Regions from separate parts of the Mus musculus genome. Here all the other regions are linked to region 6. Evidence: chromatin contacts called from public ChIA-PET, Hi-C, HiChIP or PLAC-seq and promoter capture Hi-C data. All regions are on one chromosome and are shown on one strand. Each heading gives the region's core, a stretch centred on a gene start, on an enhancer-like site or on the middle of the called end of the contact. The rest is flanking DNA. Distances are from core to core; before and after follow the strand shown. Region 1 holds the start of Dhcr7 (7-dehydrocholesterol reductase). Region 2 holds the start of Tnfrsf26 (tumor necrosis factor receptor superfamily, member 26). Region 3 has its middle 28 kb from the start of Mir6404. Region 4 has its middle 34 kb from the start of Tpcn2. Region 5 holds the start of Tnfrsf22 (tumor necrosis factor receptor superfamily, member 22). Region 6 holds the start of Fadd (Fas (TNFRSF6)-associated via death domain). Region 7 holds the start of Tpcn2 (two pore segment channel 2).

Region 1 (4,118 bases), core at 201-2,700, 760 kb after region 6:
ATAATCTCTAAATAGTAAAGGAATTTATTGATGACTTACAGTCGGCAGCCGAATTCCCAACAATTGTTCAGTCGCAGCTGTGAATGGAAGTCCAAGGATCTAGCAGTTACTCAGTCTCACGCAGCAAGCAGGCAAAGGAGCAAGAGCAAGAGCTAGACTCCCTTCTTCCAATGTCCTTATATTGTCTCCAGCAAAAGGTGTAGCCCAGATTAAAGGTGTGTTCCACCACACCTTTAATCCCAAATGAAAGGCATAGCCCAGATTAAAGGTGTGTTCCTTAACTCGGAGATTAAATCTTCTGGAATCCATAGCCACTATGGCTCAAGATCTTCAAACCAAGATCCAGATAAGGATCTCCAAGCCTCCAGATAAGGGTCACTGGTGAGCCTTCCAATTCCGAATTGTAGTTCATTCCAAATATTGTCAAGTTGACAACCAGGAATAGCCACTACAATACACTAGCAAGATTTTATCGAAAGGACCCAGATGTAGCTGTCTCTTGTGAGACTATGCCGGGGCCTAGCAAACACAGAAGTGGATGCTCACAGTCAGCTAATGGATGGATCACAGGGCTCCCAATGGAGGAGCTAGAGAAAGTAGCCAAGGAGCTAAAGGGATCTGCAACCCTATAGGCGGAACAACATTATGAACTAACCAGTACCCCGGAGCTCTTGACTCTAGCTGCATATGTATCAAAAGATGGCCTAGTCGGCCATCACTGGAAAGAGAGGCCCATTGGACACGCAAGCTTTATATGCCCCAGTACAGGGGAACGCCAGGGCCAAAAAGGGGGAGTGGGTGGGTAGGGGATTGGGGGTGGGTGGGTATGGGGGACTTTTGGTATAGCATTGGAAATGTAAATGAGCTAAATACCTAATAAAAAATGGAAAAAAAAAGTTGTATCTACTTTGATTGGTGTTACCCAAACGCAAAAGGGACAGGAATGAGAAAGGGCTCAGGTTGATGCACAGGGAATCCAGACTGCTGTGAGCCAAAGAAGCAGGACACACCCATTCCCTCTGTGAGCTCTCTGTGAGCTCCTACTGACAAAATTGACACAAATTAACTGAACACACCTGCGAAGTGGAAACTTTGAGAGATCCCTTCCATCAGACTGGCCTGTGCTTGTCTGTGGAGCATTTTCATAACCGATGATTGATGTGACGGCCTTGGCCCACTGTGGGTGGCGCTACCCCTGGCTGGTGGTCCTCAGTGGTGCAAAAAAAAAAAAAAAACAGGCTGAGTAAGCCTTCAAGCAAGCCAGTGGGCAGAAGTCCTCTTTGGTCTCTGCTTCAGTTCCTGCCTCAACTTCCCTTCATTACAGACTATGAGCTATAAGGTGAAGTGAGCCCTTTTCCTCCCCAGCTGCTTTTTGCCACGTGTTCATCACAGCGACAGAAAGCAAACCTGACATTACTTTTGGTGGCAGAAAACAAGCCTTTCATGACCTATCAAAAGTCGCTCAGATGGCAAAGGAAATGATCCAGGACGCTCTGACCTTGGGCAACAGCGGGACGCTGAGACAACCTTACTGCGCAGGCGCTCCTTAGGGCCCTACTTTAAAGGGTGCGCTTTGTGCAGGATCTCCGCGGGGGCGGGGTCTCACGGAAGGGCGCGCACTGCGAAAGTGAGAAGGGGTGTGGCTGTGGAGGGCGAAAGGACGGGGCTTCCGGGTAAGACACGGTCTGCGCCGGCGCAGTTCTGGAGGCGGTGCAGAAGCTGGGCTATGACGGCAGAGGGGCGGGGCTATGGCGAGCCGTGGGGAGGGGCCTCTAGGAAACCAAGCTACGCAGGCGTAGACCGGACAGTCCGGCTAGTATCTTCCCTGTGGTCTCCGTTATTACACCGTCCCAGCCTGGAACCTGTAACCAGCATGGGCCGGAAAGTGACCGTGGCCACCTGTGCACTCAATCAGTGGGCCCTGGACTTTGAGGGCAATTTCCAGAGGATTTTAAAGAGTGAGTTTTGGGGTGGCGGGAGACAGGAAGAAGTCAAAGTCCACAATGGGTAGGACATGGCAGTCCAGGCCAGCTTTGCCCAGGAGAGACTCACAGCGCTGGGCGTGGGAACAGATAGAAGGGTAATGCTTGGTGAGCTTTCAGGGCGACTTCCTAATTTGGGGGACATGTGAGGAAGCAAGGCAAGAGTGGAAATAGGAGTGCCCTGCCAGCCAGGCAGACACTGCCCTCATCCATCCTCTAGGATCTGGTGGGTCTCTCTAAGGTTACCTGGGGCAGGGCTGCGCATTCTTGGAACTGTTTCATTGAGATCTAGGCGTTTGCAAAGACTAGAGATCCGTGTTCTAGGGCTCCTGAGGACATTCCTCATGGATTGGCATTGGGAGAAGGCATACTGAAGCCAGAAGAGGTCTCAGGTCAGAGAAGGGTGTTGGCGTTCCATATACCTGTATTGTTGACATTCAGGTCAGCTCATCATTGCCCCCAGAAGATAGAACTGGGGATACTCTGTGCCCAGCTGCAGACTGCTCACCTCAGGTTATCCGTGCTGGAAGCCTCTGCAGGAAGGCTAAATAGGAAAAACAAGAAACAAGCAAAACAACAAGAAAAACCCAAATGTATTATTTATTTCATGTACATATGCACGCCATAATGTGCATGTGGAGGTCAGAGGACAACCTGCAGGAGTCAGCTGTCCTCTTCCACCTTGTGGGTCTGAGTGAGCAGTTCTCAACCTGTGAGCCACAACCCCTGTGAGGGCCAAATGACTCTTGGGCAAGGGTCAAATATCAGATATCGAGCCTCTCAGATATTTACATTATGGTTTATAACAGCAAAATTAGTTGGGGGAGGGGGCAGACGGTCACCACAACATGAGGAGCTGTATTGAAGGGCCATGGTATTAGGATGGTTGAGAACCACTGGTCTAAGTGAACTCAGACTTGTCAGGCTTACCAACGAGTGACTTTACCTACGGAGACATCTGGCTAGCCCAGGCGTTTTTATTTTTTAAAGTAATTTTTGACCTGATTTTGTGGTCAGAGTCTATGTCTTTGCGGTGAAGATGGGCTGCCTTGCCTGCATGTTGGCAGCAGCTCTCAACCTGGGTGCTGGATGCTGACACCAACCTAGGGATGGAAGCCTTCACATCCTGTCTACAGCTTTTCCTTATAGCCAATTTGGGTGTCTGCTTAATGATTATCCATTAAGGTGTGGCTTACCCTCCTAGTACTAAGGTCACCCTACCCTCCCTGTTTCTGAATACCTACACGTGGGTATAGGTGCCTGTTGTCCTCTGCTATTAACAGAAAGGGCTGTAGTTGGTTGGAGCCTGGCTTTGGCTGTATCTACCACAGCAGCCTGCTTTTTCTACCTTTTAATGTATCCTAGCTGCTGAATCCTTCTCCCTCCCTCTCTCTCCATATAGGTATTCAAATTGCCAAAGGCAAAGGTGCAAGATACAGGCTTGGACCAGAACTAGAAATATGGTATGGCTAAGCACACCGGCAGCCCCAACCCCCACCCTTTGGAGGGCAGGTAGTGGAACAAAAGATGGGAAGAAATGGGGCAGAACTGAGAGCAAGAAGATGCATTTAGGATGGCAGCAGCTTGAGAGTGGGCCTTGTTCCGGGCGGGTTGGGGAAGCTGGATAACTTCAGGCTTCCTCATGGTTCAATAGGGGAGTGAGGTTGAACATAAAGCCAACCTGCCTCACCTTCCCTGATGCTGAGGTTTCAATGTCCCGCCAACATTCTTCCATCCCAGGGTGATGGTGTTTAGAGGCAGACTTGGGGGGGGGGCGGTATTAAATCACTGTGAGTGGTATCTTATTATATAAAGGTCCCAGGAAGCCTGCTTGTCTCCCTGACATTAGGCCACCTTCCAGGTGCCTTCTTTGCTAACTGATCGGAGCCAGAATTCGGAGGAGTTATTAGAGGTACCGTATTTGAAGGAGGGAGCAACCTGTAGCAGACATTAGTTTGATAGACACCTTGATTTTATAGCTCCAGCTGCAGAGCTGTATGCAGTGGCCTCCTGTGGTATTTAACATGGTGGGTCTGTGTTTTGAGACACCTTTCCAGCTTTTCAGTTTTTTTCTTTTTTTTTTTAATTAAAAAATATTTTAGATTTATGTATGAGTGTTCTGCTTGCACATCTCTT
Region 2 (3,796 bases), core at 969-3,468, 950 kb after region 6:
TCTTTTTATAAACACAACAATCTTCTGTAAATATTAGTTTCCAGCATTTCTGGAGGCATCTGTCCTTAGGCAGGGAGGGGCTTACAGATTAGAGGCATTTTTGTTTCACACACCTCTTAGGCACAGTAATAAAAACTTAAAGCATAACTCTGTTTCTCACATAACCTGAATAAAAAGCAGTTTATCTGGGATGGCTGAGAACTAGCCAACTATTTTTCTCCAGACACTGTATGCACCTATGTGGCTTTTTGGAAATTACCATAAACCTAGCTGATGTCAAGTGACTCATGACTTCCTGGTAGCTCCTCCACTCAGCACTCATGATTGCTGACTGGACCAGCCTGCTCATTCACTGAGCTTCTGATGAACCGTTTCCTTTACTCTTTTCTCTCTTTCTTTTTTTTTTATGCCCTAGAGTTCTGCATATCCAAACATCAGGCCCAGCCTTGCCACATCCTCAGTCATACCTGTGAGGGTGTCACACCTGTGGTACTTCATCAGAGCCAGTGTGTGTGTGTGTGTGTGTGTGTGTGTGTGTGTGTGTGTGTGTATAGAGGGAGGCAGGGAGGGGGAGAGAGAGAGAGAACAGAAAGGGAGTTGGATGTAGTAGTCCATGCCTTTAATTCCAACACTCAGAGGCAGGAGAATATTCATGAATTCAAAGCCAGTTCAGTCTAGGTAGTGAGCTCCAAGACAGCCGGGACTATCTTGAGAGAACCTGTCAAAAAAAGAAGGAAAGAGCCGGGCAGTGGTGGCTCATGCCTTTAATCCCAGCACTTGGGAGGCAGAGGCAGGCAGATTTCTGAGTTCGAGGCCAGCCTGGTCTACAAAGTGAGATCCAGAACAGCCAGGACTATACAGAGAAACCCTGTCTCCCCCTAGGGCAGCTCTAGGCTTGTGTGTGTCAGAGGGGGTCGTCTCTGCTGCCTGAAGTATTGGTTGTTGGGGGTCTATGATGCCTATATTGATTGATTGGTGGAGGTCTCTGCTACCTGCAGTATTGATTTGTGAGTGTTGAATAGCAAACTCAGGACCTGAGGTCCCTCTCCCCACATGGCCCAGCTCAGTCTGGTCCACTCTGGACTCTCTCAGCTGTCTCTGTGCTCTCCCACATACCAACCATAGACTTTCTCTTCCACCATACCTAGGAGTTCTTTTCCTTTCCATTTCTTTTTTTTTTTTTCATTCACTTCATAACAATAACTACTGAAGCAACTCTCTAGCACTAACAGTAAGCATTTTTAACCACTGAGTTCCTCCACCTTGTTTTGTTGAGATATGATCTCTGGAGCATGCTGAGTAGGCTAGGTTTCTTGGTTTTTGTTTCATTTTTGTTGTTTGTGTTTGATCAGGGTTTCACATAGCCCAGGCTGGTCTGGACCTCAGCTGAGGATGACCTTGAGGTTTTGAGCCTCCTACAGACATTTCCTTTGTGCTAGGATTACAGGTGTGTACTATCAGTGACTGGGTAGCCATGGTAGGGGTGGAACGCAGGGGATGCATGCCAGGTATCATTCTACCAACTGAGTCACATCCCTAGCCACCAGCTCCCAAAGACATATCATATAGACTTTTGCAATCAAGCCAAGTCCACCCATCCACCTTCAGAACTTTCCAATCTTACTGAAATAAAACTGTAACCCCATGAGCTACTTACTCACTGTCCGTCCCTCTCCAGTCTAGGTGTTTCATTCTGCTTTCTGCTTCAGTAGGCCTGAGACTCTAGGGTTCTCAGAAGTAGATGCATAAGCTCTTTGTCCTTTTGAGACCATCCAGCTCCTTGTGGCCTAGGGCTCTGTAGGGACGCCTAACGTATATGAGGCTCTCCTTCCTCTTTATGGCTGACCCACAGTCCTGGTCTAGTTCATTGGTCAATGCATGCACGCATCGCTTAAGCTGCCTCAGCTTTCAGACTTCTTGACGCTGAAGTGCCTTTTGCTGCTGCTTAGTGCCAGTGGAGCCCTGAGAGATTTTGAAGAACTTCTCTGTAAACTTTCAAAACACTAACAGCTCAATTGAGCAAGGAAGTCAGTCTTTCTTTGGACCGGAAGCAGGGGGTGGTTTTTTTTTGTTTTTGGTTTTTTTTTTTTTTTTTTTTTTTTTGCCTCGCTGGCAAGGCAGCATCTGGACTGCAGCAGGCTAGTCCTCACAACTCCTCAAGCATCTCTCTCGGCTCTGCCTTGTCCTACCTTTTTTTTTTTTTTTTTTTTTTTTTTTATCATGACCAGGCTGCGACTTCTGCTACTGCTGGGGCTGCTTCTGAGGGTGAGTAGAGGCACAAGTGTGTGGGAACCATAGCGGAGCCCCAGCAGGCTATCATGGTCACAGCAGTACACAGGATCTTGTTTAGTGATAAGGCTGGGTCTCCTTTCTCAGCTCCTTTCCTGTATGGTGGAGGTGGAGAATGGGGTGAGGGGATTTAACAGAGAAGGAGTTGGTTTTATATCTTTATCTTTTCTTGTTACAAAGCAGTGGAACCCCCCCCCCCCATTTAACTTTTCTCTTTCCTCTTCTCCTCTCCTCTCCTCTCCTCTCCTCTCCTCTCCTCTCCTCTCCTCTCCTCTCCTCTCCTCTCCTCTCCTCTCCTCTCCTCTCCTCTCCTCTCCTTCCTTTCTTTCTTTCTTTCTTTCTTTCTTTCTTTCTTTCCTCCTCCTCCTTTCTTTCTCTCTCTCTCTCTCTCTCTCTCTCTCTCTCTTCTTTGTTTTTTTTCTTTTTTTGAGACTAGTAATTCTGGCTGTCCTAGAACTCACTGTGTAGACTAGCCTGTCCTCAAACTCAAATTCACAAATACCCATCTACATCTGCCTCCTGAGTACTGAGATGAAATGCATGATCCAACATGCCTTGCTAACTTTTCTACAAAAATGGTTTCATCATTTTCTGAGAGTCTCTTGTTCCGTCTTACCTTATAAACATTTGTCTTTTATTTTAATTATATGTATGGTGTGCGTGTGTGTGAGAGAGAGAGAGAGAGAGAGAGAGAGAGAGAGAGAGAGAGAGAGAGACTGTATACCTATGTAGAGTGCCTGTGGAAGCTAGTGGGTATCAGACTCCCTAGATCTAGAGTTACTGATTATTGTAAGCTACCATGTGGGTGCTGTCCTTTGCAAGAACAAGTGCTCTTAACTACGGAGTCATACTTCCAGCCACTAGTTTTTATTTTTAATAATTTTTCGTTATTTTACTTATTTATTGGGGGGTCAAGAGTTGGTTCTGTCCTTCAACCATGTGGCTCCCAGGAATCAACGTTAGGTTATCAGGCTGGCTAGCAAGCACCTTTCCCTCTAAAGCATCTTGCCAGTCCATTCCTCCTCCCTCTTTTGAGGCAGATATTATATAGCCCAGACTGGGCTCCCAGCCTGGTCTTCATACCTCAGCTTCGTGACAATTGGAATCCCAGGCCTGAGCCGCCAAGCCTTGACTACAAAAGTTGGCATTTTTCAAGTGTGAGGTTTTTTCCCCTCAAAATTGTGCTGTCAGCCTGGTGTGGGATGCATAGGCCTGTAATCCCAGTACTTGGGAGGATAAGTAGTTCAAAGTCGTCCTCAGCTACATAGGGAGCCCAGATTATAGAACACTGTCTCAAAATTGCTGTTGTTTTGAACTGCTAATGTAGCTGGTTTGTGATAGAAGCTGACAGAAGCAGTCTGACTCTCGCTTAACCTCACACCAAACAAGAGTGAAAGTAGCCTGAAACAGTGACACCTTCCTCCCACTGTCTGTTGAGAAAAAAAAAAAAAAAGAGAGAGATTCTCTCTTCTAGAAAATAGTGCCTTCCAAGTGGCTGGCCTTCAGT
Region 3 (3,776 bases), core at 20-2,519, 680 kb after region 6:
TCTGGTAGGACATCTTTTGGATCTGTTGTTGAAGAAATCTAGACAAGAAGTTTAGGAGGCAGGGTGTCACAAAAAGGAGACAGAGGGTTAAGAATTTCATACCGGGCTGACAGCTATCTACTGGCGAGAGGCGTGGAGCTGTTTCTTATGTTTTTGGAGACCCATCTGGAGCTGTTGGATCTTATTTTTTACTATACCCAACTGGCTGACAGAAAAGCAACACTCCTTCCTAAGGAAAAGGCAAAGACCACCTCTCTCTACTGTTAGTAGATCTGATCCTCGATGGTGTTTTAGCACTGTGGCAGCCAGTGAGTCTGCTTGGTCCCACAGGGTGAGGATGATCTGAGCCACCTGTTCGAGATCCTGGATGAACTTAGAGCAAAACTGATAATACTTAGGGAAGTGGTCAGTCCTCTTCCCCAGTGTCTATTCCCAGGGCTGCCAAGAAGGGTAAGACCTGAACTTCTTGTTTGCCATATGTCTTAGTCAGGGTTTCTATTCCTGTACAAACATCATGACCAAGAAGCAAGTTGGAGAGGAAAGGGTTTATTAGCTTACACTTTCCACATTGTTGTTGATCACCAGAGGAAGTCAGGACTGGAACTCAAGCAGGTCAGGAAGCAGGAGCTGATGCAGAGGCCATGGAGAGATGTTATTCACTGGTTTGCTTCCCCTGGCTTGCTCAGCTTGCTTTCTTATAGAACCCAAGACTACCAGCCCAGGAATGGCACCACCCACAATGGGCCCTCCCCATTTGTTCACTAATTAAGTAAATGCCTTATCACTGGATCTCATGCAGGCATTTTCTCAACTGAAGCTCCTTTCTCTGTGATAACTCCAGCCTATGTCAAGTTGACACACAAAACCAGCCAGAACACCATACCGTGCCACTCTAAATCCTGTGATGGGAACCAGCAAGGGTTCTTCACCAAGTACCACTCCTAGTTTTGAGGAAAAGAACACCAGGACGTGAGTTCCTAGATCACCCAGAGGCTAGGCAATGGTACACTGGAGCAGAGGATTGAGGTGTTGCAAACATTCGGACATGTGGGCTGGGTGGTAGTACTCAGGGTCAGGATGTTATACAGTCTGTGGAATCCAGTGTGCCTCAAGTGTGTCCCTGAGGAGTTAAAGCAGTCTACAGCAGCAAGAGGGATGGAAGGGCTTAAGAAAGCTACAAGACTTAGCAGGCAGCTCCTAAGGACAGGAGGCAAGGAAACCGGGAGGGTTCCAATATGAGAGGAGCGAGTGTCTTAGTAACTAGACAGCTGCCCACGCAGTGGAGAGGTTTGGAATTGGCATCCATGCCTCCCACTTGGTGTATTCTGTCAATGCCACCAATCAGCTGGCCTGCCAGCTTGAGGGAGGAGCTTCCAGTTGGTGAGCTGTGCAGTATACTAGGGCAACAGGGGCTGTGGTACCCTGCTCCAGATCCTCCTTAGCCATCATTCAGCCTGAAGCTGCTCAGAAGCATGGCTCTGCCAACAGAGGCAAGCTGGAGGGTGAAGGGTGTATGTTCCCTTTCTCCATGATCAGCATGTTTATCTTCTAAAGTAAAGATCAGCCAGAAGCCTACAGGTCCCTCAAGGCCCCATCACAGCTGTGGGAGCCAGCTCTACAGACTATGCTGGACTTTCTCCTGAGGGGAACAGCTGGACATCCTGGCCTAGCTGGCAGCTTTGAAGCTTCCCCATGGACAGAGAGGGACAGATGGTGGACCTCCGCTCATCCCTCTCCCAGCTCCCAAAGGCACTTAGCTGTGCAGAGGCACATGGATGCAGATGGCCATGGCAGGAGGCTCTCTGCCTGCCTCTGCAGCCCAAGTGGCTGCACAGTCCTGGGGACCTTGAGCCCAAACTCATAGAGGATCAGGGTATCTGAAAGGTTTGTCCCCACTTCCTGCATTGTAGACTCTTGAGTGGACTTCTGTTGAGTTCTGGCTCTGAGTGGGAGTGGGTGGGGGTTGGGAGAGTGCACTGCAACCCATGGGCTTTAGCATGAGCTGGGCCACAGTTGGGTGGGAGCAAGCAGCCCTGTGGAGTCTCTAAGCCTGAGCCAGACTCCTCTAATAGCAGTAAGATATCACAAGCCAATTCTGGTGTGGCCCTTATTCTCAGTGGGATAATCTCACCACCCCCCACTCACCAGTGAGGCCACAAGGTGAAGTTTGGCTCAGGGCCACACATGAACCATCACAGCCTGGCTCCACTAGAGCAACCTGCCCTGGGTGCCCTGGCTATAGTACCTGGATGTTTGCCTGAAAGTCTTCTGCAGAGAGGGGATGCTCAGGTTTGGGGTCTAGAAAAAGCTGTTACATGGGACCTCAGGTGTCTGTGTCAGTTTGTCTTGGAACTGTGATCAGCAATGCTGGGTCCCAGTGGGTCCTTGTCCTAGTTTGGCATCTGTTGTTGTGATAAAACATCAATATCAAAAGAAACTTTGGGAGGAAAGGGTCTGTTTGGCTTATAGGTTATGGTCCATCATCAAGGGAAGTCAAGGCAGGAACCTGGAAGCAGGAACTGAAACAGAGGCCATGGAAGAATGCTGCTTACTGACTTGATCCAAGGCTCACATTGAACCAGCTTTCTCATATAGCCCAGACCCACCACCAAACCAAGTATGACACCACTCACAATGGGCTGGGCTTTTCCACACCAGCAATAATTTAAAAAAAAGTTCCAGACATTCCCATAAGCCAATCTGATGGAGGTAATTCCTCAATTGAAGTTCCTGCTTCTCAGTGGGCCAAGTTGATAACCAAGTGTAACTACCATAGTTGCCATCCTCAGATCTGCACTCATAGATATCCTCACTCCAGCAAAGGGGCTCTCAACTGACCCTTACCACTGTGAGCAAAGATATTACACAAAAACAGCACCTGTGCTGTGAAGGTGGTACCTGCGCATCTCCTGCCCGCCCCTTCCCCCATCAAATACAATGGCTGACATCTGGACATGGTTGTTGGTGGTTAAATGTCACAGGGATGTTACTGACAGCAGGATACAGGCTTTGAAGTCAAGCCTGTTACCCTCACTTGTGCAGAGAGGCCCAGGGATCAAGCAAGGCTAATGTCCACTTAGGTCCCTGAAACAGCCACCCTGGCAGCCTTCCACTGTCTCTCACTGGTGTCATCTGGTGTGTGTGTGTGTGTGTGTGTGTGTGTGTGTGAGAGAGAGAGAGAGAGAGAGAGAGAGAGAGAGAGAGAGAGATATTCACATAAGAAAGTGGCTGAGGAAGGCACTTGACACCAACACTAGCCTACACACACACTCATTCATGCATATGCACATGTACACATATGTATGTGTGTACACAAAGCATTTCAAGACAAGGGGATAGAGAGATGGCTCAGGGCTTAAAAGCACCAGCTGCTCTTCCAGAGGACCCAGGTTCATTACCCAGCATGGTAGCTCACAACCACCTGTATCTCCAGTTGCAGGGATCTGTCATATTGTTTTCTGGCCTCAATGGACACTGCACCTATATAGTGTATAAATATACATCCAAATAAACACTCTGCCAAGGATTTCCCAGCATCCAGTTCCCAGAGGAAGACAGTGAAAGGAGGGTATGGGGTCGATTGCATGGCCAAAATCCATTTGGCAATTTAACTCTTTCTTTAACTCATTGCTAGTTTGTGGCCAAAAGCTGCTGGCTTTTGGAAATTTAACTCCTGCTTATAGCAGGAGGAAATTAAGGAAAAGGCTTACTTACCTGGGATCTTTTCTTTCTGGTTCAAGGATCCCTGGGCTAGCCAGGCAAGAGAGTCAGAGTTT
Region 4 (4,061 bases), core at 1,289-3,788, 670 kb before region 6:
CATACACCTTTAATCCCAGTGTTCAGGAGGCAGAGACAGCTGGACCTCTCTGTGTTGCCATCCTGGTCTACATACTAAGTTCTAGGACATCCTGGGCTACAGAGTGCGATTCCATCTCAATCAGAACAAGCCCCACCTTGGGAGAAGAGCTAGACTTGTATGTTTTCTCACTTTGTTCTTAAATCTTTGCTGTTGTGTCATTTGATATGGGCTCTCTATGGAGCTTCTGGCAGCCCCCTCCCTGAGTACCCCACCACAGAGATCAAGGGTGAGCCTCCCTCCACCTCTGGTCTGAGTTCCCAGAGAGCTAGTGATCATCCATCATAACTGCGTGAACAGTGTAGTTGCCCTCTGACTGGTGCTCAGCCAGGGGTTTGACTCCTGATCATAACTATTTGATCATAATGATTTGATCATAACTATTTGAAGACTGGGAATGTGCCCAGGTCTTATTGAAGCTCTGTGATGTGTGGAAGTAGCATTATGGTAATCTGCAGTTGTCATCCAGATGTGGTCTAAAGTGTCACTTCACGTGGCTGGTGGTGTCTTTGGGTGGGGCCATCCTGGAGTCATACCCTAGGGCTACTGAGATGCCTGTAACTCTGGGGCCCACAAGAGAACCCCTGTCCAGGTGCCATAGGAGGTGACCAAAAGGGGTAATCATTTCGTGGGGAGACAAGGATGGAGAGAAAGGGGTGTGGGTGCCTCGTGTTCTGGGCCTGGTGCATGTTCATGTTTGACTTTCTTACATGTGCTGTATTATGTGGAACATTAACATGACAGAAGGTGGGTCACAGAGGTGCTGGGTGGTACTGAGTCCACTGCTGAGGCTGAGGTGAAGATCCAGTCATCATGAGCAGGGGTGGTGGAGTGTGGGTGAACAGGGCCTGGAACGGAGGTGGTGGCAGGGGAGAGTGTTGGGGTAGCAGCTGGGTAGGGTCAGGGTGGCCAGGTGGGGTTGGAGTAGATATGTGGTCCACTGTGTGTGTGTGTGTGTGTGAGAGAGAGAGAGAGAGAGAGAGAGAGAGAGAGCACAGTGGTGGCCACTGTTCTCTTTTGCACTGTCACCTGCAAGAGCAGATGGTAGCCACTGGGCCATCTTCCCGTTGCTTCCTGATGGCCTCCTCCTGTAGGTGGCTGGCTGGAATCCAGGACTGATGCTTGCTCTGTTGCTGGGGCCCAGGAGCCGGGCGTTTGATGTGGTCTTAGTCTGCTCCTCCTAGGAGTAGGCTCTTGTCCCTAATGCAGCCCAGATTAAGTTTCCAGCCTTGGAGATAATTGGTGGTTTTTATTCACAGGTTAGAACAGCACCTTGCTTCAGAAAGAAAGCCCGTGGGGCCTGGGCACACCACTGCTCTTAAACGTTAGAGGAGGCGTGGGGCTCGGGTGACGCGCCTCACATCAAAGTGGCCAGCAGAAGCTGGGGGCAGCAGGCGGGCATCACCCTGCCCTCTAATCACACTTTGGGGGTCTGGGCTTTTCTTCTGGGTCATTCAGTCAGAGCCTCACCAGGCAGGAGTGCGGCACACACCTGTGGGGCACCTGGCTGCCTCCTGCCCTACAGCAGTTGGCTAATCCAGGCAGGGACTGGGGCCCCAGCAGCACCTGTCTCTAGGTGAGCCAGGCCTTCCTCCCTGCCTCCTTGGCCCTGATCCTTTGGCCTTTAATGGGAGGTGGGGGTTCTCACATAACCCGGGGCTGGTCTTGTACTCACCCTTTTTCTGAGGGTGACCTTGAACTTCCGGCCTTTCGTCTTTTGCCTCCCTAACGTTGGTATTGCAATCCTGTGCCACCAGGCCCAGCTCGTGTAGTGCTCGGACCAAATCCAGGCATCATGCACACTAGACAAACACACCACCAACAGAACCACACTCACAGCTGTGGACTCTTCTTTTCGCCACAGCTGAGGGATGCATCGCCACAGCTTCTATGGTGGACAGGTGAAGAACACTACCTCACTGAACCCGGAGTTCAAGGCCTGGCACTTACCAGGAGGACTCTATGGACATAGTTCTGGGCCCTGTCTCAAAGCTTCTGATTGTGAGGGTAGATGAGGGGCTGTTCCTAGAGCTGAACTGGGCCCCCTCCTTCCCCCTCTTTGCCTTTCCTTGTTTTTAGTCAACAGGAGGAACGTCCACAGTTGTGGTTGCTTTTATTCTCAAAAGCAGCCCTGGAGGAGCACAGTTAACTCAGGCGCTTCCCCACAGCTCAGGTGACACAAATGGTCCCCTTGGGTGGATTCAGGGAAGAGCAGTACCCTGGTGCTGTTGTCGCCCCATCTCCATGGAGTTGGGATGGGATACTTGGCCAGCGGGGTTCTAGCAGGAAACCCTCTTCTCCATGAAGAACCTGGTTGGAGCATGTCATGTGCAGGGGCAGAGAGCCATGTGCAGGGGCAGAGAAGGACTCCTAAGAGCTGCTGGGCAGAACTTGAATCCCACAGCTAAGCCACCATCTGAAGCTGCATGCATGAGGTGGTCAAGGTCTGGGCCCACTCGCTTCCTGCCTTGGTCTTAGATATGCAGACCATGTCTCCTGTCTATCCCTCTTCTGGAGGAAGTGGTAGATAGTGAGAAGCCCAACCTAGACCAGGGACTTCCTGCAGGGCAGCTCCCAGGTTTCAAGGCTTTGGTAACTAGTAGACTGTTAGCTTCCCTGATGGTGGGGGAGGGGCGCCAAGAGACTGGATAGGGGTGGGTGAAAAGGCTCTGGAGTGGCTAAACCTTCTTCTGGGGTCCACTGTCTCCTTACTCCCTACCCAGGGCTGGGAGCCATTAGCGACCATCTGTTGTACTTAGAGCCCAGGACCGGCCAGGCTGATGGGCTCTGCTGCAGGGGAGACCCCACTCTGCCTGGTGGTCTTGCATGAGTTCTGCTTGCCACGGAAGAGAACAAGGGCCAGTCTTGGACCGGGTTGAGGGAGGCACCTCTTGCACTTAGGGATGGCAATTCTTGACCAATAGTTTCCTCAGGCCTAGAGCATCCTTCATTTTGGAGACCCCTGAGAAACCAAAACCACTGTTTTTCAGGTAGGGAAACTGAAGCCAGAGAGAAGAGGGACTGCTGCGGCTGCGGCTGCGGATGCTGTGTGGCCTAGATGGGGTGAGCCCTGGGCATTTGTTAGGGTTAATCCGTGGTGGTCTCACCAAACTCAGGCTGACTGCAGGATGCAAAAGGCTCCCCTTTCCCCTGGTGACAAGCATGTTGGCTCATGATGGTTGTCAGCCTGCCCCTAAGGGCCTCAGCTCTTTGTGAGGCATCAATGTTTAATCCCATTACGCCATTTTAAAAAAATCATATCTAGTGCTTGAGATTAAATCCAGGGCTTCATGCACATGATCAGCGTGAACTCCAGCCATTTGTGATTACTAAAAGAATAGGACTCTGTTGTCTTGATAATGAGCACTGTAATAGTGTGTGTGTGTGTGTGTGTGTGCTTCACATGTATGAGCACATGTGCGTACATATGTATGTGTGTACACGCATGTGGAGGCCAGAGAATAACCTCAGATGTCTACTCCTCAGGAGCCATCTACCTTGTTTGTGAGATAGGGTCTCCCACTAGCCTGGAACTCACCAGCAGGCTTTCCTTTCCCTGTGCTGGGGCAAGCATGAGCTTGTCATTCCTTATTTTAACATGGATTCTGGGGTTGGACTCAAGTCCTCAAGCTTACCAGCAAGTACTGCACTGTCTAAGTGATTACCCCAGCTCTGCAAGGCTCTTGGCAGGACCTGAAGCTGTTGCCCTTCTCCTCTGCACCTCCTGGAAACCCTTACCTCTCAGGGCACCTGCATTTGTGAGAGATAGTTTGGGGCAGAGGCCTTGCTTCCCAGGGGATGAAGATGGCAGGTGTTGACAAGCTGCCTTTGGGACCTTGGGCTTCTCCCCATGCCTGATCAGACACTGATGTAGTGCCTGTCTGTCCCCAGACCTACCAGACACCCATATACTGTCCTGGTGCCTTTGTTGGGTCCTAGAATAATTCATCTCTATGTCCTTGCTCTCCCCTTCTCCAAATCCGGGAAGCCAAGGGTGTTCTCATCATTGGATGGCAACATAA
Region 5 (3,909 bases), core at 667-3,166, 930 kb after region 6:
CTGATGTGTCCCCTAACTTCCTTGTTTTCTTCTGTAATATAAATCTGTTGGTCACTTTGAGAAATTACATTCAGATACAAAACTCTCTTGTGTTTGTGTCTGTTTGCCACTGGCCAACTTCTTGCCCACCTGAGTACCGGGACCCTGATTTTTCCCCTAGGTTGAGGGACCAACTGAGTCCAGCCTCTGGCACCTCCATCCCACCTTAAAGAGCAAGGGTAGAAATGGCTGAAGAGATGATACAGCCATTAAGAGGATGCTATGATCTTACAGAGAACACCAGTTTGATCTCCAGATTCATATCAAGCAGATTACAGCCATGTGTATCTCAAGCTATTGGAGATATGTCACCTCGAGCCTCTGGAGGCACCTGTGCGCACGGACGCTCGCGCGGGCGCGCGCGCACACACACACACACACACACACACACACGCACACACACATGCACACACACACATTTTAAAATAAATGTTTTAAAGGAGCAAAGGGCAGAGGGCAGAGAAGGACCTGGAGCACAAATATCTAGCCCAGGGTAGACAGGCCTCTTCTTTTCACCTCCCCTCCACCTACAGTGTGGGACAAGGCAGATCTGTAAACTGTATGCAGAAAAGGAAAGCCACTAGCCTCCCCCTGCTCCCGAGCTACTCAGAGACTGGTGGGACAACAGCATCCACAAGTGCACACTCCTCTCCTCTTCCCTTCCTCTACTTTCCCTCTGCTTCCCAAGGGTGGGGGACAGTTCAGCGTGTTGAACTAACCAAACTTTCTAAACACTTGTTTGTGTTTTGATTTGGTTTACTCCTGAGCAGACACCAGCCTGAGGGAAGACAAGAAATAGAAGAGGATCAGGCTGGCCAAGGAATTGGCCGCCCCCACTCCCCAGCCTAGGTGAGGGCAGATGGGCACAGGCTCCACTCCCTGGCCCTAGGGAGAGAGGCAAGAGATGATTTAAAGAGTACCAGGTGCCTGAAGTCACGCTCCTCTTCTTTGGGGCAGCCATTGAAATCCAGGACTCTGAGTCCTCCCTCATTTTAAAGAGGAAGTGGCATTTGGAAGGGAGATGGATGGGGCTGGTAGTGGGCCACTTTTTCGAATACCTGGAGGGGCCGGGTGGAACAGATGAACCAACCCAAGTTCCCTAGAGAAATAAGCGTTCTACTTCCTGTGTTAGGCTAGTAGACTTGGCTTAAATGTCCTGTGTCCCATGAGCTTGGATTGGCACACACAGTGGAGCTAAACACAGTGAAAGGAAGAAGAGGTGAGGGACTCACAGTCCAGGGATGTTCATACAGCCCTCCTCCCCCGACACACACCCCCCAACCCCAGAACTGGAAGAGTGCCTACCAGTCCTGGATATTTTGAGGTCCTCAGAGTCAGCGAGTCCCACACAGCCCCTCAGACCCTGACAGTGAAGCCTTCAGCTGCTGCTCCAGACCATTGACCAGTGAACACTCACAGGAACGCTACAGGGATAGAGTTACTTCAAACTTCTCCGTGTTGAGCTAAGACAGTGTGTGTTGTAGCTTATCTTCCTCTTTTTGTTTGTTGCTTTTGAGAAGGTTTACAGTCTGCTGCAGTCTGACTTTTATAACGATTCCAACAATAGTTCATGCCTCTCCCTCCACTCAGGTCCAGGAAAATTTTTAATTAACTTATAATAAAGAGCAGTATACCGTAATGAAAAACAAACGAAGGCAGAGAATTCGACTTTAACTTGCTGTTTATAACAAATATGATTCTGTTAATAACGTCATAGGCATTTAAAATTACGTTATTTATAGAAAACTAGATATTACTGAGCACTGATTGTGGTGGGAAGGCAAGAGTGGTGGCGCTGGACCCGCCCACGAGATAAGGCAACCATACAGGAACCAATCCGCTGAGGAGAGGCGTGGCCACCACAGCAGCTCCTCCCAGCTGAGCAGCAGCGGCGTGCTTGCACTCGGCCATGTTTGGCTTCTTCTGCAGCTTGGTGTCCAGTCTGAGTCGCTGGTTCCTTTGGCGGCGGCTGCTGCTGCTGCTGCTGCTGCTGCTGCTGAATCTGCCCTTGCAGGTGAGTAGATATGGCCCTGCGGAGCTGAGACTCGCTCTGGGCACCGGATCCCCGGACTGCAGAGGAAAGCTACTGCCGGCGGTGAACTGATGGCGGGCTGTGCCATCAGCCTGGGCATCGCCAACCAACACTTCAGAACTTCGTCTGCTCTTAAGTGGTCCAGAGTTGGGGGATTGAGGAGGTGAAGCAGAGGCAGGGGAATGGCCAAGCGGGTAGCCAGAGAAAGTGTGTCCGGTTGGTCCCTGAGCTCCGGGACAAGGTGGACACGCCTCTCCTCCCTTTCTCATCAGAAAGCGGTCCATCGGAAGGCGACTCCGGAAAGTGCCATTGCGGACTGCAGTGGCCCGCGCGACTGTGCGCCTTGGGTGGGTCCGGCCCGGCTGGTCTTGGGGTGTAGTACTAACTACTACAAAAGGATCTGTGTGGAAGGCCTGGCTATGCCTTTCCTGGGCCTTTCGGGTCTCTGCTAAGTTCGTCCCGAGATCGCTTCTTGTCTCTTTAATCATAAACTGCAGTTAAACCTAAGTTAGTGGGCAGCCTGATCTACATAAGGAGTCTCAAAACCAACCAAACAACCAAACAAAAAACCTAGACGATCCTGTAAATGACATTTTAGTTACAGCCAACTTAATTTTATGTCAATTTTCTCTCATAAGAGTCTTCATCCCAAAAATAGGCAGAAAAAGGTTTATGTTTTATAACCTGTAAGGATATCCATTTTGTAACACATTCAGATCTTTAGTTATAACAACAACAACAACAACAAAATAACCCTTAGATTGTTCTAAGATAGTATCTGAGCAGTCAGAGACCACTTACATGTAATCAGCATTTCTTTAAACCACCTAGGAGCTGGTTAATAGTAATTCTTTGCTAGCTGCTGGTGAGCAGCTTTCACAGAAATGGACCCAGAGGGCATCCAGCTTCCCTGGGAATCTCCTGGGCAAGGGGCCAGAGGATATGCAACTCAGAGGTGACTTCAAAGTTCCCAGCACTTTGAGGGACTTCGAACATATTTCACAGGCAGGTTTCACATGGGATGGCCCTTGACCCTGAAATCTCTTCCCATCCCTATTAGGGCTCTGGGGCTCCATGCCTGCCCAGGCACCGCCTGAAAAGTGGTGCATTTTGTCCTCCAGAAATCCCCAGAAACAATCTAGACAATATTAGGTTGTTTTTGTTGTTGATGTTTTAAGGTTGTTGTAAAGAAAAAATGGTGATCATCTCAAATAATGCCACAAAATGAAGGTACTCCAAAGAAAGACTGAGGATGAGCTGGGCCGGGTAGTGCACGCCCTTAATTCTAGCAATTGAGAGACGAGGTAGACATGTTTGTGAATTTGGGTTTAGTCTGATCTTTATAGTGAGTTCTAGAACAGCCAGACTGTGTATGAGACACTGTCCTGTAAAAGTCAAAAATAAAAATAAAAGACTGAAGATAACATCTCTTTCAAGAATATTTTTTAAAAAGACTATCCTCAAAGAATATTGAAATTTTAAAAAATAGGGCATGTGTGTAGATTTTTGGTCTTTTGAGACAGGATTTCTCTGTGTAGCTCTGACTGTCCTGGAATTTGCTCTGTAGACCAGATTGGCCTTGAACTCAGAGGTCTGCCTGCTGGGATTAAAGACATAGGCTGTGAAGATATCCTACTAAATCCACTGTCTAACCTGTGGTCATGTCCTTCCTAAGTGTAAGTACAGGTGAAGCAGGCCATTTCCAAGGGGTAAAATAGTATTGCCTTCAGGGCAGTGATGAAGTGTCAGCTTCAACATATAATAATGGTGACGATGAATCAAGATGAAGGTATTGAACCTAGGAACCCTAAAAAGAAGACTCCTGCCTAGCAGTTAAG
Region 6 (4,220 bases), core at 755-3,254:
TGATTTTATCAAAATTATGAACTTTTAAATTGCAGGATCTTATGAACAGACTGGAAAAGTAGTGCACATGATGTGGAGGTGTTTACAGAACACACATCTAACAAGAGATTGACATCCAGAACAAAAATAAACTGGACCTGGTGGTGCACACCTGGGAGGTGGAGGCAGGGGGATCAGAAGCTTAAGGGTCATCCTGAGCTACATGGTGTGAAGGGGAGTAGTTCTGGAGCAGCCTGAACTACATGAGATCTTGTCTCAAAAGAAACTACCATAGAGGAAAAACTATAGACTCAACAACTATAGGCTCTCCAGGGAACCCCCAGACTTTCAAGATTGGATTCTGACTATTGAGGTTTCCAGCTTCTGGGATTGAATCTCCTCTGCATTTACAGGATACATACACTCAGCCCCCTCAAGTAAGCCAGTCCAGTAAATTCACTTCTGTTGGTCTGCTCCCCTAAAGAGCCCTCCCCCAACCTAGTAAAAATGTGTTCGTGTGTGTGTGTGTGTGTGTGTGTGTGTGTGTGTGTGTGTGTGTGAGAGAGAGAGAGAGAGAGAGAGAGAGAGAGAGAGAGAGAGAGAGAGAGAGACTGTAGTGCCCAGCAGAGACCAGCAGAGGGCCCCTGATTCCCCTGTCTGTAGTTACAGACAGTTGTAAGCAGTCCTGCATAGTTGTTTGCAACCAGACCCAGATCCTCTGGAAGAGTAACAAACGCTCTTAACCTCGAGCCACCTTTCCAGCCCCATTTGTCATTCTATACAGCCTCAGCTGTCTGTCTGGGCTACAGCGTGAGACCCTGTCTCAAAAATCAACCAAAGCACTGAACTTTAAATGGGTGAATTATAAGTCAATCTAAAAAAATATAAGTCAACCCTGCTGGGTATGCTGTGCATAACTGCGCCCCACTAACCTGGAGCTCAGCCATTCAGCTAGAGTGCCTGGCCACTGAGCACCAGGAATCCATCTGTCTCTGCCAAAGTTGGGGTTTCAGATGGGCACCTCCTTGTTCGTCTTTTTATGTGGACACCAGGATCTGAGCATGGGTCCTCAAGCTTGGGCAACAGGCACTTTTTAACTCATGAGCAGTACTTGGGTGTGGCTGTGGAATCAGTGTATTGTTAACGAAAGCTCAAAGCAGGGCAGTTAGTGTCTCTACAACCTCCGGCACACATCAACTTTTTCTGATGACAATATTCCAAATCCTCTCTTCTACTCATTTTAATATACATATTATTGGCCTGGGGGAATGGATTGGCGGTTAAGAGCACTGTGTTGCTCTCACGGAGAACCTGGATCCACACAAGAGTTCACATCCAAACGGAACTCTAGTCCTAGGGGTATCCATGCCCTTTCCTGTCCTCCGTGGGCACTTGAAGACCTGTAGGAGCACTAAACCACCTACAAATGCTCATACATATACCAAGGAATATTTAATGGTTTTTATATGTACGAGTATTTTGTCAGCATACCACAAGTGTGCTTGCCAGAAGAGGATGTCAAAGCCCCTGGAACTGGAATTACAGATGGTTGTAAGCCATCATGTGAGTGCTGGGAATTGAATTCGTGAAGGTCCTCTGTAAGAATTGCCAGTGCTCTTAACCCCTGAACTGTCTCTCCAGCCCATAAGTAACTCCATCCATCTCTCTCTCTCTCTCTCTCTCTCTCTCTCTCTCTCTCTCTCTCTCTCTCTCTCTTTCCTTCTTTCCGGTGATAGAACATGATCTGGCAGCCGTAGGCATCTGCAGCTGCTCTTCCAGCCCCCCCCCACACAGTAGGGCTGCGCAGCTCCTCAGAGCCCCAAGAGGATCCACGTTACACTTCTGGTGAACAAGATCTGTTCTGCCTCGGGGTGAGAAACGCGCGCGTAAGCTGAAGTCAACGCAGCTCAGCTGTCAAAGCTACTACAACAGCGGATGCCAGCCCGGGCGGAAGCGGTTACAGCCACATCCGAAGCGCATGCGTCTGATTTGGACATCCCGCGAGACGCTGGGCGGGAAAGCCTAAGGTGATTTCCTATGTGGGATCGCTGAGGGGCAGCCCGGCGTACCACTGCCATGGACCCATTCCTGGTGCTGCTGCACTCGCTGTCCGGCAGCCTGTCGGGCAACGATCTGATGGAGCTCAAGTTCTTGTGCCGCGAGCGCGTGAGCAAACGAAAGCTGGAGCGCGTGCAGAGTGGCCTGGACCTGTTCACGGTGCTGCTGGAGCAGAACGACCTGGAGCGCGGGCACACCGGGCTGCTGCGCGAGTTGCTGGCCTCGCTGCGCCGACACGATCTACTGCAGCGCCTGGACGACTTCGAGGCGGGGACGGCGACCGCTGCGCCCCCGGGGGAGGCAGGTGGGCAGGGGGCGGGGAATGGGCGGGGAGGCCTGGCCTCAGTGCACCCTCCACTGGCTCCGACTGGGATGGACTCTAGGGCACGCCCACTTTTTTCAACCGCTTGAGCCGGAAGCTGGGAGGTCTTGTTTCTTACTGGCAGTGCCAAGGTTGAACCCAAGGGTTCGTGCCACTTGCCCAACCCCAGTATTAACTCGCCTCAGACCTGCAGTGCTTCGTTGGAAAACTCAGCTAAGAAGTGAATGTGACTAAGGCATCTTAACCCCAGTGAGGGTAGCGTTGAAGAGTGGGCAGAGGTCACGTGTGCCGGCTGCTCGGCACCATTTCCGTAGTGGGAGTGCCTGTGTCCAAGACTGCCCTTCCTGGCCAAGGAAAGATTGCGCGGCGGCTGTGCTCTCTGGTCCAGAGTGCAGTGTCTGGTTATCGGCAGTTACTTCTGTTTTGCGTAGAGAGGAGGCGCTATGCCTCCCCATAACGCACAGTGGATAGCAGCCACAGCTGAGCAACACCAGGCTGGCCTTGGGATGTAGATACAGATTAAGCATATATTAGACACTTGATCACTTGTGACAAATACTCGAGAAGCCATTTAAAGGGGCAAAGGTTTATTTAGTTCCTGGTTGGTTGTCACCGTTGCTCTTTGTCTACAGTGACACAGAACATCAAAGCAGCTGGAGGGCCTGTGGAGTAAAGCTTCCCACTGCCGGTGTGTGCAAGATCCACACGAAAATGGATTGTGTATTCACATCTCCAAGGCATTCCAATGTTTGTTATTGTTACAGGAATCCAGTAAAGGGTCTTCAGCCACTGCCCAGGGCTCCCTACAGAGATTACACCTTGCCTGTGTCTAAGCAGGGGCTCCAGAGTAGCACAGAGACAGATCTTTTGTGGTGTCTGGTCAAACCAGCAAAGGTCACAGTGTAAGATGTAGCTTTGGGGACTTTGGCCAACCCACTATTGAGCGGGGTGTTAGGGCAGCCCTGCTTTTTCCCTCTGACACTCCAGTCCTCAGTTGACAGTCTTCTAAGCCATAGCTCGCTGTGGCCCAGGCTGAGAATGTGGCTGGGCAGATCAGGCCACTTTGGGTATCTTGAAGTAGCTCCTGTGCTACTTAGTGTCAGCACAGGACCTGAGTGGCTTTGAAGTGATGTTGTCTTCGAAGTGCTCAGGCCCATGCTTGGTGGCCGGTAGGGAGACTTGCCCCAGCTCCTCAGTCAAGTCACACTGCTCTTTTCCCTCCTAGATCTGCAGGTGGCATTTGACATTGTGTGTGACAATGTGGGGAGAGACTGGAAAAGACTGGCCCGCGAGCTGAAGGTGTCTGAGGCCAAGATGGATGGGATTGAGGAGAAGTACCCCCGAAGTCTGAGTGAGCGGGTAAGGGAGAGTCTGAAAGTCTGGAAGAATGCTGAGAAGAAGAACGCCTCGGTGGCCGGACTGGTTAAGGCGCTGCGGACCTGCAGGCTGAATCTGGTGGCTGACCTGGTGGAAGAAGCCCAGGAATCTGTGAGCAAGAGTGAGAATATGTCCCCAGTACTAAGGGATTCAACTGTGTCTTCCTCAGAAACACCCTGACAAGCCTACAGCTCCTCTCAGGAGTCACTGTGGACTTGATCACACCATGATGTAGCACCAAGTGCCTTTTGTGCCCAGTGCCAAAAAGACCTTGCTGATCCAGGGCGGGTCCCCTCCCACCAGCTCCTGGAGTATATCTGTATCTACGGAACCTCTGCTCCCTGGGCTTTCGGAACACATGAAGGTTCCCCGTCGTGTTCTCCACCACTGCTCCTCCCCCCCACCCCCCCAAGAGGTCTCTGGTCTTGCAAGAAGGAAGTTGAAGCTGATGGCACATGTGCTGACTGCAGTTTGAGAGCCTTCT
Region 7 (4,032 bases), core at 654-3,153, 700 kb before region 6:
CTCTGGATGCACTAGGCACATGATGCACACGCATGCCGACAAAATACTCAGACACAGAACATAAAGTTTGAAATAAATAAATAGATAGATAAATAAATACTATAGAACTGTAAACTATTGTCAGTTTGAAAACAGCGTACCTAGTTTTAGTATCTCCAGATGAATGGGGCGTGAGACAAGGAGTAACCTCAGTACAGAACTGTGAGTGGCTCCACCCTGCTGTGCTGGCCTTGAACACGGTAAGCCTTAGGTCTTAGGTGGTGGCTTTTTGTTTGGTTGCCTTTTGTTTTTCCAAACAGGGTTTCTCTGTGTGTAGCCCATGCTGTCTTAGAACTCTAGACAAGGCTCAAACTTTTAGAGATCTGTCTGCCTCTGCCTCCTGAGTCCTGGGATTAAAGGCTCTGAGCCAGCACCACCCGGCTGATATATGTGCCTTAACTGCCTTCCCCAGGGGACAAACCTGTAGAGATGGGCAAAGGAGAGTCAGAGAGCAGGAAGTCTTGCGTCAAATGTGGAGGTGGTGCATTTGGAATCTGAGCATCCAATCTGTGCTTGCCAGCTGTGAAATGGGGGTGGGGGGGGAGGGATATAGTGATCCCAGGAGCTGGGAACCGTCTCAGGCACCCCAGGCACGCCTAGCAAGTGAGGAAGCATGGATCTCAGGCCAAGCTTCAAGAAAATTAACTCAGCCTGTCTCCTTGATGGGTCCACGGTGGGTTTTTTCCTCCATCTCTGAAGAATATCTCACAATGTGGCTGAAGACAGGGTTCAATGGTGAAATGTATTTGTCATGTAAATCTGAAAACCTGAGTTCAGTCCCTGGAACCGACTCCTGAAAGTTGTCCTCTGACCTTCAAGTACTATGTGGTATGTCTGAACCTGCCTGCACTTGTATATATACACAGACACGCACATACACATGAACACATACGTATACACACATAACAACAACAATAATAATAAAAGAAAAAATTAAAAAGATCCCAGTAGAGTGACCATACTCTGATTTCAGCCTTCTGAGGCCTCAAGAGATAGTCCTATCTTTGGACTTCTGATCTCCAGGCAACAGATTACAGCTCTCTCTCTCTCTCTCTCTCTCTCTCTCTCTCTCTCTCTCTCTCTCTCTCTCTCTCTCTCTCTCTCTCTCTCTCTCTCTCTCCTTCTCCTGGAATTAACTAGTAGTAGGCTGTTCCCAGACTGACATCAATCCTCAGGTCTCTGCTACCTGTAGTACTGGGATTCCATGTCTGTGCATCAACATACCCAGTTTCAAGCTTTAGTTTGTTTAATTTCTGGAGAAATTCAAGATTCATTTTTGTGGGGCATGACCTCTGTGGTCACTCCCTTGTTCACAGTACTCACATGCGTCAGAGTCACGCAAAATGCTTGCTTAAACACTTCTGGGCTTTGAGTCACACAAAATGCTTGCTTAAACACTTCTGGGCTTTGGGTGTAGCAGGGGTTGAGAGCTTGCCTGGCGTCTTATAAGGCTCTGGAAATAAAAAGCAAGCAAGCAAGCAAGCAAGCAAGCAAACTCAGTCAGTCAGTTACACATTCAGTCAGTCACTCAGACAGTCACTAAGTCAGTCAGTCAGTCAGTAAGTCCCTCAATCAATCAGTCAGTTATTCATTCATTCACTCAGTCAGTTATTCACTCACTCACTCACTCACTCACTCACTCACTCACTCACTCACTCACTCACTCACTCACCCACTCTCTCACAAGAAGAGATTCCTTCTGACATTCCTAGAGCTGGGACGGAATAGTAGTCATTTGCATTGATTGAAAAACTTCCTTGATAGCCTTAGCTTCTTTGCCTTCTGCCACTAGGTGCTGCAGAGAAGCGGAGCGCCACCCATTGGGGGAGGGGCTTGTTGCTTCCGCCTTCCAGAGGGATTTCTCCGTTCTCATTGGCTGTTGCTGGGAGTCATCACAGAGCTCCTCCTCCGGAACGCCTGGCTCTCGCGGCTGGGACCAGGTCCGGCCTGTTACATTGGTGGGATGGCGGCAGAAGAGCAGCCCCTTCTGGGCCGGGACCGAGGCAGTGGCCAGGTCCACTCCGGTGAGTGAGGTGTCACTTTCAGTTTTACTTTTCTTTTTTCCTTACTTTTTGAGACAGGGTCTCAAGTAGCCAGGCTGACCTTGAACTCCAGATCCTCTTGATTTGGCCTTCCAAGTGTTGGGGTTACAGCACCACTCTAGCTTCTTCCTCATTAGGGAGAAAAGCGTGCTCCAGCCCATGGTCCCCAGGCAGTGAGTGGCCGAACATCCTCTGAGAGCGACTTTGGAGCACTGCTTTGGCTGCTAAGGGCTGAAGCTGGTAACCTAAGGCCAGGGAGACTTCCTTCCTTGTTTTCTTAAGTGCTTCGGAGCCTTCTTTCCTTTTCCCTTCCTTGGTCAGGGACATTGCTGAGCCCAGGGAGAGTGGAGTTAGCCTCCCAGTCATCTCCAGAGGATGCTGGCTGACAGGCAGGAGGATATTCTTCTCATTTTCCAGATGAGCAAACCTAGGCAGAGAGAGGGGAGGGGGAGAGGGGAAGAGGGAGAGAGAGACAGAGTGAGTTGTGCCCTCCTCACCTCTGACCTACCTAAGGTCACAGCCCTGCCTTCTGGTGTGGTCACTGCCCTGTGTGTGCTGGTGGCCTGGTCATTCAAACTTCCCTTTCTGAACTTCCTTTCCTCCCTGTTTGGGAGCAGACTGGGTTGGCACACTGGCCCCTGTCTACCCATAGCCCGTGCCTTTTCACTGAAGAGTGAGGACATAGGGTCCGTAATAGGAGACGAGGAAGCTAGACACTGAGGTGACCACATGTCCACCTACTCCTCCCTCTCTGCTGAAACCACTCGTCAGGGACAGGGCATATGGTTCAGGGGACACATACTTGGTGTTAGGCATCTGGAACCTTTCTGGGGCTGCCAGTTGCTGAGTGTGGGTCTTCGTCGGGTTACTTAGCTGGAGTTTCAATACAAGGGGTAGTAACAGACTGGTGGGGTAGGGGACACATTTTGAGGATCCAAAGAGAGATTTTGTGGCATCCAGTGCGTGGGTCTTAACAGATGTCCATGATAGCAGTGCCATGCTGCTTCTAAGCCTTGTCCCTGCAGAGTGGACAAGCGACAGGTTTAGCTTTCTCTGTGGAGGCAAGACTCAATGCTGGGCATTGTCACACAAGAGACTCACTCTCTGGGAAGGCTGGGCAGTGTTGGATGAGAAACTCTGGAGGGTCTTTTTCCAAACACTGTGGTTTTGGGTAGGGCTGTTGAGAACCCAGACAACACTCTGTATTTGCATCTCCTAGACTGGGCTGTCTATGAGAATGAACCTTTCAGTCTCCAGGTCAGCATCCAGTGGGTGAGAATCTCCGCTCTGAGTTTGGCTGACCTGTGGTCAAACTCTCAGAGGGGGTAGATATTGCTGCAGGCCTGCCTTCCCAAGGATCCCAGGGGTCCCTACAGATGTGTCCTGCTAAACCAGGCCCACCTGACTGGCCCCTGTCAAAGGTTTCACAGAGTGGTTTTTATCTTGTTCCTGACTGCTGTAAAAGAGGGGGAGGCTGTTTATAGGCTTTGTGGGCTAACTGCAAAGTGGAGGACCGTCATCTGTGGGTACTGATGGGAAAATCGGGGAGGAACCTGTGCAGAAAGGTGAAGGACTTGTGCAAGGTCACACAGCATGCTGGATAGGGACGAGGAAGCTAGACACTGAGGTGACCACATGTCCACCCACTCCTCCCTCTCTGCTGAAACTAGAATGGCTGTGTGTAGAGAGAGAGGGGGGCAGAGCAGGTCTAGACCTGGCTGACAGGGAATAGAGGGTATCATGGGAGGACAGTGTCTGAGCCCCTGTTACTTTCCCTTACTTTGCCTCATTCTGACCCAATGCGTGCAGCAGAAGTCCCCTGGCTCTGATGTTTGGGGTTATAGGTGTCATTGCCACCTAGAGTGATGAGCTCAGGGGCAGTAGCCCTGGAGGGAGTCTGGACTCTCAAGTTGGGAAAGTTTTCTGGTAGACAACTTGATCAAGGGCTTAC

The links. Promoter capture Hi-C pulls out the DNA fragments that hold promoters and counts their contacts. Hi-C and Micro-C count contacts between places; a contact is called where the count stands out from the background. ChIA-PET counts read pairs in DNA pulled down with a chosen protein or histone mark. HiChIP or PLAC-seq counts read pairs in DNA pulled down with a chosen protein or histone mark.
Region 1: a contact with region 6 is called in a promoter capture Hi-C map of pre-B cells, with 9 times the contacts expected there. The contact joins the promoter of Dhcr7 here to the promoter of Fadd in region 6. A contact is called at or near these places in 12 of 39 promoter capture datasets (the 3T3-L1 cell line, 3T3-L1-derived adipocytes, the C10 cell line and 8 more), 1 of 15 datasets of contacts at CTCF or cohesin (pro-B cells), 19 of 484 Hi-C or Micro-C datasets (B cells, the Ba/F3 cell line, CD4 T cells and 15 more), 12 of 115 datasets of contacts at active chromatin or transcription factors (the 230-238 cell line, the SCID.adh cell line, astrocytes and 9 more) and 3 of 9 other capture datasets (adipose tissue, embryonic stem cells and liver).
Region 2: an RNA polymerase II ChIA-PET map of memory CD8 T cells shows a contact between it and region 6, with 5 read pairs. The contact joins the promoter of Tnfrsf26 here to the promoter of Fadd in region 6. A contact is called at or near these places in 1 of 39 promoter capture datasets (liver) and 3 of 115 datasets of contacts at active chromatin or transcription factors (astrocytes, bone marrow-derived macrophages and memory CD8 T cells).
Region 3: a contact with region 6 is called in a Hi-C map of cortical neurons, with 8 times the contacts expected there. The contact joins the enhancer-like site here to the promoter of Fadd in region 6. A contact is called at or near these places in 7 of 39 promoter capture datasets (the 3T3-L1 cell line, 3T3-L1-derived adipocytes, the HPC-7 cell line and 3 more), 11 of 484 Hi-C or Micro-C datasets (the AML12 cell line, cerebellar granule neurons, cerebellum and 4 more) and 4 of 115 datasets of contacts at active chromatin or transcription factors (SST interneurons, astrocytes, embryonic forebrain and 1 more).
Region 4: a promoter capture Hi-C map of the HPC-7 cell line shows a contact between it and region 6, with 5 times the contacts expected there. The contact joins the enhancer-like site here to the promoter of Fadd in region 6. A contact is called at or near these places in 21 of 39 promoter capture datasets (the 3T3-L1 cell line, 3T3-L1-derived adipocytes, the C10 cell line and 12 more), 3 of 15 datasets of contacts at CTCF or cohesin (the NIH/3T3 cell line, pro-B cells and stem cell-derived epiblast-like cells), 24 of 484 Hi-C or Micro-C datasets (B cells, ECoMG-derived neutrophils, the G1E-ER4 cell line and 12 more), 9 of 115 datasets of contacts at active chromatin or transcription factors (astrocytes, bone marrow-derived macrophages, embryonic forebrain and 5 more) and 1 of 9 other capture datasets (embryonic stem cells).
Region 5: a FOXA1 HiChIP or PLAC-seq map of pancreatic cancer cells shows a contact between it and region 6. The contact joins the promoter of Tnfrsf22 here to the promoter of Fadd in region 6. A contact is called at or near these places in 1 of 39 promoter capture datasets (pre-B cells) and 1 of 115 datasets of contacts at active chromatin or transcription factors (pancreatic cancer cells).
Region 7: a contact with region 6 is called in a promoter capture Hi-C map of pre-B cells, with 3 times the contacts expected there. The contact joins the promoter of Tpcn2 here to the promoter of Fadd in region 6. A contact is called at or near these places in 16 of 39 promoter capture datasets (the 3T3-L1 cell line, 3T3-L1-derived adipocytes, the C10 cell line and 9 more), 4 of 115 datasets of contacts at active chromatin or transcription factors (astrocytes, bone marrow-derived macrophages, embryonic hindbrain and 1 more) and 3 of 9 other capture datasets (adipose tissue, embryonic stem cells and liver).

The regions. Positions count from the first base shown.
Region 1 is chr7:143,820,499-143,824,616 of GRCm38.p6, reverse strand. Dhcr7 (7-dehydrocholesterol reductase) reads right to left here and starts at 1,450. Exons shown (of 9, transcript NM_007856.2): 1 at 1,077-1,450. It overlaps Nadsyn1 (NAD synthetase 1), which reads left to right and starts at 1,765. Exons shown (of 21, transcript NM_030221.2): 1 at 1,765-1,958; 2 at 3,385-3,445. The coding sequence starts at 1,874.
Region 2 is chr7:143,626,267-143,630,062 of GRCm38.p6, reverse strand. Tnfrsf26 (tumor necrosis factor receptor superfamily, member 26) reads left to right here and starts at 2,218. Exons shown (of 8, transcript NM_175649.5): 1 at 2,218-2,265. The coding sequence starts at 2,221.
Region 3 is chr7:143,903,329-143,907,104 of GRCm38.p6, reverse strand. No RefSeq gene overlaps it. Among named protein-coding and RNA genes, the nearest start is that of Mir6404, 28 kb to the left of the region's middle. Within about 2 kb of position 1,269, at least 11 of the 459 cell types and tissues checked have an H3K27ac peak or open chromatin away from gene starts, as enhancers often do. A contact at or near this core is called in cerebral cortex, cortical neurons, hippocampal neurons and 1 more, where this site is marked.
Region 4 is chr7:145,247,563-145,251,623 of GRCm38.p6, reverse strand. It overlaps a transcript of Tpcn2 not described here. Among named protein-coding and RNA genes, the nearest start is that of Tpcn2, 34 kb to the left of the region's middle. Within about 2 kb of position 2,538, at least 6 of the 459 cell types and tissues checked have an H3K27ac peak or open chromatin away from gene starts, as enhancers often do. A contact at or near this core is called in the HPC-7 cell line, cerebellar granule neurons and cerebellum, where this site is marked.
Region 5 is chr7:143,647,671-143,651,579 of GRCm38.p6, reverse strand. Tnfrsf22 (tumor necrosis factor receptor superfamily, member 22) reads left to right here and starts at 1,916. Exons shown (of 6, transcript NM_001311145.1): 1 at 1,916-2,053. The coding sequence starts at 1,949.
Region 6 is chr7:144,580,225-144,584,444 of GRCm38.p6, reverse strand. It overlaps Fadd (Fas (TNFRSF6)-associated via death domain), which reads left to right and starts at 2,004. Exons shown (of 2, transcript NM_010175.6): 1 at 2,004-2,341; 2 at 3,585-4,220. The coding sequence starts at 2,056. The coding sequence ends at 3,916.
Region 7 is chr7:145,281,882-145,285,913 of GRCm38.p6, reverse strand. Tpcn2 (two pore segment channel 2) reads left to right here and starts at 1,903. Exons shown (of 25, transcript NM_146206.5): 1 at 1,903-2,063. The coding sequence starts at 2,003.